Regions from separate parts of the Anas platyrhynchos genome. Here region 1 is linked to region 2. Evidence: chromatin contacts called from public Hi-C data. All regions are on one chromosome and are shown on one strand. The core of a region is the stretch at or near the end of the contact, and the rest is flanking DNA. Distances in the headings are between cores, read along the strand shown. Region 1 holds the start of PTX3 (pentraxin 3). Region 2 holds the start of SSR3 (signal sequence receptor subunit 3).

Region 1 (2,700 bases), core at 98-2,597, 190 kb after region 2:
AGTGTTCACCTCTCCTTTGCCAAACCTTTGCAGGACAGAGCTACTGTCACACTGCGGAACAGCCAGACGTGTGCTGCAGAGGAAAAGCAGCAAAACACAGCCAGCAGCATGGGGAGCTCGGCATCATGCTCAGCAGTGCCGGTACCAGACGTGTGCTGAGGCCATGCACAGCTCCGTGCTACCTCCCTGTGTCTCCTGCCCCTGAACAGAAGCCCCGGTGATGGAGCAGGGCGAGGAAGCTGTGCAGGGGAGAGTGGAGCCCTCCCTGCCACCGCTGTGTGCAGCGCTGAGGGGCTGGGCCTGGGGGTCCCAAGCAGAAAGGGAACAGACTGCACGCTGAGTGTGGTTATCTGGGGTTTTTCCCCCCAGTTTCCTAAATATTTGTAACTTCTGCCATCAGTATGCTACCCTTACTCTCAATTCTGAAATAATCAAGGGCCTGTTAAGCTGATAAACTTTCCAGAGCTTAAGTGAGTCACCACCACCACCACCACCGCTTGTCACTGGATTAACATCTAACCCACGAGCCCCTTGTTTTGTTGTTTCCAAGTGAAGAGCAACAGCTCTCATCCTGCAGCTGCTAACCTACGGGCTCCTGAAACAAGATCCTAGCAGCAATGCCTGATCACCAGTTACAAAGCTGTTACTGGTAATTAGGACTAGAAAAGCAAAACCCCAGCAAGCTGCCTTTAGTTTTTTTTCACAAGTTCTCCTTTGTTGTTTAAGGCAGCAAACTACCAGTATAATAGAAGCTTTTAAATAAAAAAATATTTTAAAAAAGTGCTACAAGATCTAGGTGAAACCGTACGTGTGCATCTAAACCAGTTGCAGACCTATTTATTTCTCGACCAGTCCCCTCCAGAGCCCTGGCACACACCAGCCGCCAAATGAGTTTGCAGAGAACATTTTCCTTCCCACAAAGGACACACAATGGCACGAGCGATGCAGCCTGGGCTTTTAGGCAGCAATCTGAGTGATTTCATCCCCCGCTCTCAGCCTCGCTTCGCTGCACGTTCCGGCAGCCTGCTCTCGGAGGGGAAGCGGCAGCTCGCAAGAGCAGCTTTCCCCGTTCCTTCCCCTCCATGAGGCAGCCCTTCTCCCCCCAGCGCAAACCTGGAAGGCTGAGATTGAGCAAGCTGCACGCCCCCTTCGCCTCGCCGCCAAAACCAACAACCAGAAGTGCTCTTATTACAACACTGGCACTAGCATCGCTCATTCATTCAGGCTGAGACACTCGGAGCATTTATTAGGGGCTCGCCGCGGCTCACTCGCAGTCTCGTCTCCGCTGAAGTCTGACTTGGACTTTAGCTCCAGACAGCTCAGCTATTTTCAGGAAGCAGCTGGAGAATGCTGCCTCAAGGAGTGCTTTCTCTGCTCACGCTGTTCTGTGTTTTCAGGGCTTCTGTCTCTGTCCTGGATGAAGATGACGACTATGATCTCATGTATGTGAATCTGGATAACGAAATCGAAGGTCCGGTTCTTGGGACTGAGGAAAGTAAGTAGATTAAGTAGATTTAAACTAAATTTCTCTTAAGTGCAGTATTGCATTCTTTGTTGCTTGCTCTTGTACCAATTGTTACAAAAATTTATTCATTGTAAGAGGAAGAAGCGTGTGCTCATACCAGTAGATTATTGCGAACAGCAAGCGCTACAGTGCTTGGTTAGCGTGCCTTGGAAGTTTGCTTCACACTATTGTTCCCGTTTTCCTGCAGAAGAGTGGGGTTGACAGTTTCAGAACTGCTCTGATACACACTGCTTTACCTTCCCATTTTGATCCAGAAGGAAATGAACTGGCAGACTGGAGCTCATAAAGCCCCGTACAGAGCCAGGTTTTGTTAAATACCCCTTCTGTTTAAAACCCTAAGTGCATCTGCATCTTGCATTCCAGCTTCGTGTGACTGCCAGCGAGAGCACACCGAGTGGGACAAGCTCTTCATCATGCTCGAGAACTCGCAGATGAAGGAGAACATGATGCTGCAGACCATGGACGACATCCTGAAGGTGGACCTGCAGACGCTCAGAGCAGAGCTGAGCCAGCTCGCTGCCAGCCTCGCTGGCACCTTCAGCGCTGCGGTCGAGAAAGTCACGTCCCACGTCATCTCCCAGGTAGAGCAGGCGCTTGTGAGGAGCAGTGACCACGGTGAAGAAGCCAAGGGGCTTCACGAGTCCCAGCAAGGAAAGGTCCTTGAGCACGTTCTGCTCCTGAGCCACAACGTGTCCAACAGGCTCAGCCGCCTGGAGAGCGCTTGCCTGAGAAGGTCTGAGGCGGAGGCGCAAGAAACAGCTTTTCAGCAGGACAAACTCAGTCCCACCAGAGAAGACAACCTCATTTTGACCTCTCTGTGGAAAGAGCTACAGCAGATGAGAGCCGAACTGAAGGCATCGCAGAAATGGGCAGCTCGGCACTTGCTGCCAGCGGGTAAGTCCACACACGTTATTCTTTCCTGGCGAGCTCTTTGGTTGGGCTGTCAACGCGGACATGCTATAAACACTGACCTCCACACAGGACCCCAAAGCAATCTTATGGGTAGCCCAGAAGCTCTGGGCAGTCTGCAGATAGAGGGAGGAAACCCAGTAAGGGCTCTTGAAAAAAAGAGGCGTTGAGCTTTTCAAAGGAGGGATCAAAGCAGGGTTTAATCAAAGTCCTTGCACAGGGCAAAGCAGCCACCCAGCTAGGATCCCACCTCCTGGAGGCTCTCC
Region 2 (2,700 bases), core at 20-2,519:
TCTTCTCTTTTCTGTGCTACCCTGTAAGAAACATCATTCTTGTTAAAGTTGCAAAATGAAAAAAAAAAAATGTGCCTAGAGGAAGTGGTGTTTTACAGGGAAGAATAAAAGCCAGCCACGATACTGAACAGCTCTGCCAGGCTTAAGGAACAATTAGCACTAATTAAATTAGGAGCAGTACTTGTCAAATGGAGTTTGTGGCAATACCCACTGGGATCGAAGGCAGTTCTATTTCATTGTGCTGCTGGCTGACAAGCCCAGGCTATTCCCTAATTACAAGAGAGCTAAGAGAAACCAACTGGGATTTACTGGTACCAAGGAAGCCTGACAAGTACACGATCAACGTGTCTTGCTCCCCCGTGCCGAAGCTCACAGCATCGTGGTAACAGGCACCAGCTTTAGGCAGAGCGTGCGAGTGACATTTTGGTGCCACACATTAAACTCCTATTGAGGACTTTCAATGGCAAAGCAGCCAAGAAGCGAAGGTCGCAGTTAAACATTGCAGTGGTAACTTTTCCATATTGCACTGACAGAGCTTAAGATTTATCGTGCCATGAGCTAATGTAATTCAGCAAGGAGCGCAATGAACTCTGAAGGCAGCAAAAAGCAAGACAACGTGTCAGATACCTTTACAACTCCATGTAAAGTAGCTCATCGGAGCAATGTTTCACCTGTCCTTACTCATATAAAATAACATTAATGCATTCTGTGAGGAATTACTGGATAAGAGCACTCACTTGTGCTTGAGCACGAACTTGACGTTCTTGTACGCGAAGGCCACGAGGTAGGTGCTGATGAGGGTCATGACGCCGTACAGCACGGCCGACTGCACCAGGTCCATGTGCCATATCCTCCAGTACAGCCCTGCGGGAGCGAGCAGCACGAATAAACCCCCACCGTCAGCGCCCCGCGACCCGGGTGGAGCCCCGGGCACCCCCCTCAGCCCCCCCCCAGCCCCTCACAGCCCCCCTCAGCCCCCCCCCAGCCCCCTCAGCCCCCCTCAGGGCCCAGCTCGGCCCAGGCCCGGTGCCGGTGGCGGCGCTCACAGATGGGGATGGCGGAGACGATGAAGGCGTTGCCGAAGAAGAGCGCGGAGGACTTGGCGGAGAGGTTGCGGCTGAAGTCCTGCAGCAGGAGGTCCTCCTCCGACTGCTGCCGCCCGCCGGGGCCGCCCCTGGGCGCCATGGCCGCTGCCCGCCGCTCCCAGCCGCTTCCGCCGCCTCCTCACCGCACTTCCGGCGGCAGCTGACAGGGACCGGAACCGGAACCGGAACCGGGAGCGGGACCGGAAGCGGAACCGGGGCCGCTCACCGGAGGCTGTGGCAGCAGCAGGAGGAGGGCGGCGCCATGGGGGTGCGTAACCAGGCCCGGTGGCGTTAAAAAGAGACATAAAATGTGTACGTGTGGGGCGTTACCGGGAGCGGCAGTGACGCTGTGTTCCTTGTGGTACCCGCAGGGAGCGGCCTCCGGGATGCCCGGCGCTGGGAGCGGCCCCCACGGCCTGGCACGGGGCCGGCAGCGGGGCCCCCGCGCGGCGCTGCGGGCTGACGGCGTGAGGTGAGGCGGGGAGGAACGCAGGGAGCACGGAGAGGAGGAGCACAGCACCGAGAGCCAGCACAACGCGGTGAGTACCGAGCTGTGTCCCCACAAAGGGGCTGGCACTGCCCTCAGCCACCCCTTGTCTCCATCACTCAGGTGGCAGCAGCCACGCACGGGCACCCTCGGGTCACCGGCTGCTGGGAACGTGTGGCCAGGGGGCCTCAGCGGGTGGTGGTCCATGGAGCCTTGGCTGCTGTCCTTTGGTGTTGTTCTTCACTGCAGCTCTTGAGCAATTGGTGGTGGTTCTCACACCTAGCTGGATCAAATTGTTTGAGCTGTGCTTTCTTAATTTCTAAACATTTCCATGGCTGTTTTCTCCGTTTTCAAATATAAAGTTGTTTAAAAGTAACAGAAAACTAATTCAGACTGGTTTAGTTAAATACTTTTCTCTGTGGAAATTGAGATCATCAGAGGTATTTTAGCAGACAGTTGTTTCAACATCTTTAACCTTCTAAGCATGCGCGTCTGTATTGCAGGGGACTTCCAGCATGCCTGACTTCTGCTGCAGGTTCTCTGTGATGAGAGCCCGTTATGCGAAACAGGTGGAGGCTGTTGAAAAGCTTCCTCCTAATGCCTCTGCTCTGTGTGCCCTGTGTCTCTGGAGCTGGAGATCAGTCTTGTTTGTAAAACAATTTAAAACTAAATGTATAATAACATCACCATTTGATCAATATTATAGGAATTTCCTTATTAAAGTGTGTTGTTAGAGTTGTCAAGGGACAGATTACATGTAAGATTGTTTTAAGATTCCAGGTTGTTGTATTTTTGCAGATTTCTTTCTCCGCTCATCTGGGTAAACGTGTGTTGTGGTGGAATGTAATTCAGTTTTTGTTCTGGGGTTGGGTTTACACGAGCAGCACGGTAGCGTGTCGGAGCACAGCCTGCCTGGTGCCCATCTGGCTCTCCGTTAGGATGAAATGTGACTTTGTTTTGGGCAGAAGAATGATGAAAAGTTCTATTTGGAAAAAACAAATGAGTGCTGTGATTTTTAAAAAAAAGTCTTGGTACCAGGCAGCAGGAATTTAAGCAGAACATTGCATACAACCAAACTGTCACCTCGTGTTCAGTCTAAGTATGCCGTGCTCGCTTCCCCCAAAATAA

What was found. A called contact is a pair of places that touch in the nucleus more often than the background predicts.
Region 1: a contact with region 2 is called in a Hi-C map of subcutaneous adipose tissue, with 2.0 times the contacts expected there. The contact joins the promoter of PTX3 here to the promoter of SSR3 in region 2. A contact is called at or near these places in 4 of 8 Hi-C or Micro-C datasets (liver, skeletal muscle and subcutaneous adipose tissue).

Annotation. Positions count from the first base shown.
Region 1 is chr9:1,639,509-1,642,208 of IASCAAS_PekinDuck_T2T, forward strand. It overlaps PTX3 (pentraxin 3), which reads left to right and starts at 1,348. Exons shown (of 3, transcript XM_005027559.6): 1 at 1,348-1,495; 2 at 1,889-2,419. The coding sequence starts at 1,348. All of the region lies in intron 5 of VEPH1 (ventricular zone expressed PH domain containing 1), which reads right to left.
Region 2 is chr9:1,451,905-1,454,604 of IASCAAS_PekinDuck_T2T, forward strand. SSR3 (signal sequence receptor subunit 3) reads right to left here and starts at 1,270. Exons shown (of 5, transcript XM_027464506.3): 1 at 1,047-1,270; 2 at 738-864; 3 at 1-21. The coding sequence starts at 1,185. It overlaps TIPARP (TCDD inducible poly(ADP-ribose) polymerase), which reads left to right and starts at 1,218. Exons shown (of 7, transcript XM_027464498.3): 1 at 1,218-1,353; 2 at 1,457-1,624.